Regions from separate parts of the Acanthopagrus latus genome. Here region 1 is linked to region 2. Evidence: chromatin contacts called from public Hi-C data. All regions are on one chromosome and are shown on one strand. The core of a region is the stretch at or near the end of the contact, and the rest is flanking DNA. Distances in the headings are between cores, read along the strand shown.

Evidence for each region. Hi-C and Micro-C count contacts between places; a contact is called where the count stands out from the background.
Region 1: a contact with region 2 is called in a Hi-C map of muscle, with 6 times the contacts expected there. The contact joins the promoter of mdh2 here to the promoter of si:dkey-29b11.3 in region 2. A contact is called at or near these places in 2 of 4 Hi-C or Micro-C datasets (liver and muscle).

What each region holds. Positions count from the first base shown.
Region 1 is chr17:10,562,474-10,566,450 of fAcaLat1.1, reverse strand. mdh2 (malate dehydrogenase, mitochondrial) reads left to right here and starts at 2,177. Exons shown (of 1, transcript XM_037073642.1): 1 at 2,177-3,752. The coding sequence starts at 2,301. The coding sequence ends at 3,314. LOC119005750 (E3 ubiquitin-protein ligase rnf146-like) reads right to left here and starts at 2,119. Exons shown (of 3, transcript XM_037073640.1): 1 at 1,980-2,119; 2 at 1,184-1,236; 3 at 1-880. The coding sequence starts at 868. rspo3 (R-spondin-3) reads right to left here. Exons shown (of 6, transcript XM_037073645.1): 6 at 3,898-3,977.
Region 2 is chr17:10,404,695-10,408,594 of fAcaLat1.1, reverse strand. It overlaps si:dkey-29b11.3 (actin-binding Rho-activating protein-like), which reads left to right and starts at 2,080. Exons shown (of 3, transcript XM_037075130.1): 1 at 2,080-2,163; 2 at 2,379-2,628; 3 at 2,770-3,900. The coding sequence starts at 2,808. The coding sequence ends at 3,347. It overlaps trmt11 (tRNA (guanine(10)-N2)-methyltransferase homolog), which reads right to left and starts at 2,161. Exons shown (of 13, transcript XM_037075129.1): 1 at 1,978-2,161; 2 at 761-826; 3 at 554-627; 4 at 400-481; 5 at 183-275; 6 at 1-72. The coding sequence starts at 2,133.

The DNA.
Region 1 (3,977 bases), core at 928-3,427, 160 kb before region 2:
CTTCCCCCACCTCGGCCCGCTCCTGAGGAGGTGTGGGCCTGAGGCTGATCTGCAGCTGGGAGAGAGCATCCTCTAGAGTGGGGCTGCTGCTGCTGCTGCCAGGCTGTCCACCGAGGGAGGTGGGAGGTCTGGCAGGGGCTGGAGGGGCTGTGACAGTAGACGGGATACCTGTGACCTGTTGCTGCACTCCTGCTACTGTGGTGTCAGCCCCATCGGCAGAGTTTTCTCGACCTGCTGCCCCAATGGCCCCAGTAACCCCCTCAGTGTCCAAACGCAGTCCTGCCACTCCCTTCTTCGGGATATCCAAAATGTCTCTTTTCATCTTGCGTCTACGACCGTGCTCGTTGCGCCTGTACTGCACCATGTTCTCCAAGTCGGCTACATACAAAAAACCAGCTATCAGCATTTCGGCTGTTTTCTTGCCCTTGGAAAAAGCGTCCTCCAGCTCGCGGCTGGTTCGCTCGTCATATTGCCACCAACCATTACGGCCCTCATAATACCAGGCGTGGTCACTTGTTGCTCCGGCCCGACCTCCCGCCGACGCCTTCAGCTCCTCTGGAGAGAGGAGCGTGGGCCTTTCCAGGAAGTCATCTGGCACTTCCTGTCTGCAAAGAGCACAGCGCTTGCTCTGCCAGGAGGCTCCCTTCACACACAGGAAACAAAAGACGTGATGGCATGGCAGTTGGACTGGGTGGACGCAGCTCTGCAGACAGATGGCACACTCCGGTACAGACAGGGCTGGGGATGAGTTGCTGGAGCCAGAGCATGATGATTCTGCACTGTTCCCACTTCCACCACCACTGTTGCTGCCTTTCTTACTGGATGGAAGAGAGCTAACAGAGTGGTCTACCTCCCCACAGCTAGCCATCCTTAGGAAGTACTGAGGAAAGGGGACAATCATAATACAGATTATAGTGTGTTAGGATTCTTTTTTTAAAAATTCATTTTGAAAAAGGAGAAATTAGCATTCAAGATAGGAATTATTTTGACTGGTAAGGTATATCATTTGCAATAAAAAAAAAAAACAAAACACTTCATTTGCTGCTGGTGTCATGATCATATTTAGCACTCAATTGCAATTCCTAGAAGCCAAACTAACAATTATAAATATCAAATGATACATTAATCTTTATGCCACCTGCTACCTGGAACAAGGCTGACACACATGATATATAATACTTACTGGAAATACCCTTAATGCTGATGTATCATGAGGAGAGCTGATGGACCTTCAAACTGCCAAAAAGAAAAGAGAATGTAGGTGAGAATGCATTTGTTTTCATACTGTCCTGAAATTACGTATGATTTTGACACACATTATCAACATATTCCTTAAATATCCATTATTTGACAGCCTTACTTTATGTAACGAACGGGTTGCATGTAAACAATGATGTTAAAACGGATTAGCCACGAGTTAGCGTTAATTCACTTAACGGTAACTATGACTGAAACGAAACCTTAAGGGTTTACGTAAGTCTGTGAAACAAAGGGCAGCTCTGTTAACTGTCTGACTACAAGTAGTGAACTGTGTCAGCGCACAGTTGCAAGTTCGCGTTCACCCAGCTGGCCTTATGACAGGGCTGTGGTGAACACAGCTAACGTTACTCGACTCAAATCAACAGCTAACGATCTGATATTCACATTCACTGGTGACAGTCTATAAGCAAACTAGTTTAGCTGACGTCAGACACATAGCAAAGCAGCTGAAAAAAAGAAAGCAGCATTGATGTTTCCGCTACCCGTACAGTCAGAAGTCAAACAGTAACGTTACAAAGGGATTTCTCGACTGGCAAAGCGACCATAACAATGAGACCTGTTGTAGCTAACACTGGCTAGGCTGATGGCAGCTCGGTGACTCCAGCAAATAGACGGAGATCATCTGACGGCGTTAGCTTATTTTAGCATGGCGACATAAACAGCTAGGAGGAGCATTTTCTCGCGACGGAGACAAGGCAACGTCTGCGTACCTACCGTACCGTTGTACTTTGCTGTGTTGGTCAGGTGTATAGTTGTAACTCGTATAACGACGCTGATTACCAATGCTAATTTACCGACTTCCACTGTTAACTGGCTTTGTTTTCCTCCCCAAAAAGAGGCTGAAATAAAGACGACGACGTAACAGTACGCGCTGACGCAATTTGACGCAACATCGCACGACTACCCCCATATCCTCGACGCATGTCAGTTAGCGGTCTTCCTGTTCGCTCGTGGCTAGAGGACGTTGGTGTCACAGAGGAGAGGGGCTCTTCAGGTACTTCTGTTTTCATTTAAGTAATAAAAGAAGTCACAGAAACAAAATGTTCTCCCGCGCCGTCAGACCTACCGTCAGCCTCGCCCGGAGCCTGTCCACCTCGACGCAGAACAACGCCAAGGTGGCCGTGCTAGGAGCGTCAGGCGGCATAGGCCAGCCGCTGTCTCTGCTCCTGAAGAACAGCCCCCTGGTGAGTCAACTCTCCCTGTACGATATCGCTCACACCCCCGGAGTGGCTGCGGACCTCAGCCACATCGAGACAAGGGCCCATGTAACCGGCCATATGGGTCCCGACCAGCTGGATGCTGCTCTGAAGGGCTGCGACGTCGTGGTGATTCCCGCCGGCGTGCCAAGGAAACCAGGCATGACTCGTGATGACCTTTTCAACACCAACGCCACCATTGTAGCCACCTTGGCCGATGCCTGCGCCCGCAACTGCCCCGAGGCCATGATCTGCATCATTGCCAACCCTGTCAACTCCACCGTCCCTATCACATCAGAGGTCATGAAGAAGCATGGAGTGTACAACCCCAACAGAGTGTTTGGTGTCACAACTCTGGACATTGTCAGAGCAAACGCCTTCGTTGCAGAGCTGAAAGGCCTTGACCCAGCCCGTGTTAGTGTCCCAGTCATTGGAGGTCACGCAGGCAAGACCATCATCCCCCTCATTTCCCAGTGCACACCAAAGGTGGAGTTCCCTGCTGACCAGCTGTCCGCCCTGACTGGCAGGATCCAGGAGGCTGGCACAGAGGTGGTGAAGGCCAAGGCTGGAGCTGGTTCGGCTACCCTCTCCATGGCCTACGCTGGGGCCCGCTTCACCTTCTCCGTCCTGGACGCCATGAATGGAAAGGAAGGTGTGGTGGAGTGTGCCTATGTCAGGTCCGAGGAGACGGAGTGCAAGTACTTCTCTACACCTATCCTCCTGGGGAAGGGCGGCATAGAGAAGAACCTCGGGCTGGGCAAGCTGACTGCCTTTGAGGAGAAGCTGGTGGCTGATTCCATGGATGAGCTTAAGGCTTCCATCAAGAAGGGCGAGGATTTTGTGGCTAAAATGAAGTGAACTGGGGGCACTGATTTAGTTGAAAACAAACCGCTGTGATTGATATTTTGTTGCGTCTTAACTTAAAAGGCATCTGGGTGAATCTGAACATCTGTCACAGTGTTTCCTCTTACATCTCTGTTAAAGCAGTAGGGTCGGCTGATCCAGAAATCATGGTTTTAACCGTGATCATCTTTCCTGTGTATCATTTCCCTTACTTTTTAAACATGGCTTTACCCTTGCACTTATGATTTGTGTACATACTGTACTGTGACTTGACTATTTTGCAAATGTCAAACTGAAACAATATCTCAATATATTTTCATGTACAGTCTTCAGTAGTGGAAGTCTCTCTGCTGAATGAATGAGGGGAAATACTGTCATCTTACCTGTTGATGCACATAGATGTTACTGATGAGCAAAAGTACCTACTCCACCAATAAACAAGTTTAGCTTTAAGAAAATGTTTTTTTATTTCTCTGTTTTATGATACAAACATTTTTATGATACAATTTGGCTTGAAGGTGTGCACCTGAAACGGGCTAAATGTGAAGGGCTGTGGACACTTTTTCATGAAACTAAGCAGGTTGATTCTGAAATTGCAAAATGATACACCTTCATCTCACAATACAATTCTGGTTCATAGAAAGGTTAAAAGAGGTGGTTTAAACTAATTGAACACTT
Region 2 (3,900 bases), core at 831-3,330:
TTCCAGCAAACAGAAGACGTGCTGAGGGCTCTTCAGGCTCACTGTGCCTTCAAATGGAAGATAATCCAAAGCCTGGCGAGAGAGAAAAGACCATGACGTTCTGCAAATAGGCAGGGGCATTGAGAGATGAAATGCACCTCAGTTTTCTGTGTTTTCACACACGCACAAACCTAAATACTCACATCGATCTTTTTGATTCTGTCAGCGAACTCCAGAGTCTTGTTGAAGGTGTAGACATTGATTCTGTAAGTTGAGTGTTTCTCCATAAACGGTGACTGTGGAGAAAGAGCACAAACAGAAATGAACCACATCAGCTTAGACTCATGTGGAAGCTTTGCTGAAGATGCAGCGATCAGTCTGTCCAACAGAAATATGAACACAAGCAGTAGCATCACCAACCATGTTCTCTGACGGGTAGTTCAAGAGGGATGTTCTGAGTTCACTGTGGGTGTGTCCGTGGCCCCACAGCTCAAAAGCAGACCTGAAAGGATGAAGCAACATGAGTTACAGAACAAGGTCACGGAATAAGATGGATGAAAGCTATAACACTTACTTTGCACAAACAGATCTGGCCATGATGCCGCGGACATCCTCCTCAGACAAACCACCTAGACACCAGAAAGGAGACTAGAGAGAAGGGGCAAGAAGAGGAGTGACTGTGGGGAACTGTGGTGAAGACAACAGAAACCTCTTGATGTGGCAGCTTTCAAACCATCAAAAAATGGATGAGAATTTAAGCAGTTACATTTGTCTTGCGAACCTTTTCCTTGAAGTTTTCAATAGGCTGGAACTGTTTTCCTCTGAGAGCCAGCAAGGCTTTAATCTCCTGCAAGAGTGAGCACATAAATCATGAACACAGATGTATGAATTAAAGTCTACTGGGAAAACCAAACACCTACAAATAGATTAAAAGGGGACCATAAGAGCAATTTACTACTGCACTTTGAACAAGTTGCAGGACTTAAGAGTAGTGATGGAGTATAACTAAGTACATTTACTCAAGTACTGTGGTTAAGTACAATTTTTAGGTATGTGTTCTTAACAAGACTATTTCCAGTTTCTGGTAGGAGGCAAATATCATATTTTTCAATCACTACATTATTTGAATAACTCAAGGTTTTAGTTTATAGAAAGACAAACTGAAGACAGTATGGTCAAACATGTTGCAGCAGAAGCTTAAAAAAAATGTACTGTATTGTATTGTCTGGTCAACCTTTCAAAATACTAGGTCATACAATTTACATTATGTAATGGCATGTTTTAGTAAGAGCCTCCTTGCTGAGTGTCCACATCTTTCAATCACCAATCCCAATTTGTTTGGCAGGCTGACACAAGAGTAAAATATTGGAAAAACATGTTTACAGACTTTAGAAACCACGCAGCTGTTTTATACAGGCTGAGCAGTACTCCTAGGAAAGATTCCCAACCTGATTCCCAAGTTTAAACATCATTGAAATGCCTCTATAAGGATCAAGTGGATTATCATTATTATTTTTGTTAAGACAACTCTGCCCATGTACACGTGTACACTGCACACTAAGTCTACAATATCCATCTGTCCAGGTGTGCTCACATGCATACTGGTCATATATGGTTATATTTATTACAGATGAGCAGGATTATGCTATAAATCATGTGATCAGGTGTTAATTACCAGTTTATCAACATGTCGATAAGAGTTCAGAGATCAAGTGGAGAAATGTGTGAACGTGTCACTATCATGTGATTAAAAATAACAACTTCTCACGTGATACCAACGCCTAAATCCAGTCCCACTGCTGCAGTAACAGATGTTTGGTTTTTTTGTTTGTTTTTTTTTTAGTTTTTTTTTTTTTACAGTTTGAATTAGCATGTAGCTAATGTAGCACATCAAGCTAGGAGGAGCTGTTGTCTGTCAAATCCCGAAGTTTCCAAGAAAACACGTAGACATTCACAATGAGAACTGAGTGTAAACTGTGAGCAATTTAATGAGGTTACCGGTAACCTGAAGTCCAAATTATCATGCGCGAGGTGCAGTAGGTACTGGAGGCATGATCGACTGTTGGTGGTCGCCATTTTTGTTGCGGATTCAAAACAGGTCCGGGTCGAAACCAGGGGCTGACTCAAAGTACCGCCTGGTGACCAAATAACCATACATGGAAAAGAATGAGTCCTTCTCTTCCAGTATGATATCAAATATTTTAAAACTGTACATAAAAACAGGCGGGCAACCAGTTTTGTGACTTTTTGATTGACTTTGTCCAATTTAAGTAGCTTTAGTGTTTGTTTTGCCCAACAGTAACATGCGGACAGGCAGCTTTCTGTTCTCAATAACTCATTGCTCTGTATTTGCGTGTTCGGATCAACTTCTCCAGGCTGTAATCTGCTTTTCTTCACAGGCACCTTGTCACCCTTTCTGGTCACTGATTGGCTGCCTGGATCTTCTCTAACAGGTCACTGGCCGAGGCAGATGTCCATCAGACTGGTTTGGGCTTGGGACAGAAAGGCATCCGCACTCCTGCTGCTGTCAGCAGTGCTGCAGTGTTGTTAAATTCAACTAGTAACAGTGTCACCACAGGATTTACTTGCACTTTGGCTATAATGACTCGTTGCTGCAGGTGGAGAGAGGATCGAGTCAGTGTGTGACACGTAAGTTTGATCATGTTTGATGATTGTTATATCCAAATCTCTGACAGGTTGTACAGATTAAATGCAAATCAACATGTTCACTTCTTCTAGATTTGATTATGAACTGATTTTGTGTATTATTTTCTCTTTTCAAATGACCAGATTAAAGCTATTCATTGCTCCTCTCAGTGGAGCCAGTGATGGGGACCAACAGCCAGGTCACCACGGCCATGGAAACTGAAAATGACATCCCAGCTCCCGCTCAGTTTAGTGATGACACTGCAGTGTGCATTGCTTCGGTGAAAGGCTTAAAAGAGAACTGGCAGAAGTGGTCCAGTGAGCACCAGGAGTACCAGAAGCACAACCCCTTCAGTCACGACACCAGGCCCAGTGTGGTGGTCCCTCAGAGGGGCCAGGACGACTATGGAAGGCCCCTGCAGGGCTCCATGACGGAGCAGCGGGGGAAGGATGCTCACACACACATCAGCAGAGAGGTTGAGGAGCTGTGTGAGGTGATAAGGAACATCGGAGAGCCGAGAGACAAAGACGGGGATGGAGGCGACTGCGACGGCAAAGTGACCACTGTGGAATTTGGGAAACTGTTTGAGCATTATGTGACCATCTCTAATAAACTGGTGGGAATCCTTCTGCGAGCGAGGAAGCAGAAGCTGGTTGACTTTGAGGGGGAGATGCTGTGGCAGGGGCAGGATGACCGTGTAGTTATCACTCTGTTGCAGTGATCAGAAACTTGGATTAGCATTTATGCCTTGATTCATGTTATATGCAGTGGCAAATATACTATAAATATAGATACTACTGCTACTTCATGTCAGCACTGACTGTAGCGTTCAGACACCAGGAGGACCTGATTGAATGTGCTTTAGTTACAGAACTGTTCTTGACAGAGAGCTATTTTTTTTCTCCTGCTTTAACAACTTAAAGCCTTCGCTGGATGGTTTGTGATCCTGCACATCTAGCTGACTCACAGGGTAACAAGTCTGCTGTCCAAAGTGCAGCTACACGCTGGGGTATAAAAAAAAATTGTAAAAACTCACAAAGTAATGGACTAACACAAGTTAATCACAAATATAAACACAGTCATGGATTTGTGTAGTACCAGGTGAAACACCAGTTAGCAGCTCATGTCATCAAAGCATTTGATAGCATCTGTAACTTAAGAGAAGGTGCATCCATCAACAATCATGTCAAAGGGAATCAATTCATGACAGGATTATACAAAAACGATAGAAATATTGGCGATTATTTGAAATTTAGCAACAGAGATGCAACAGA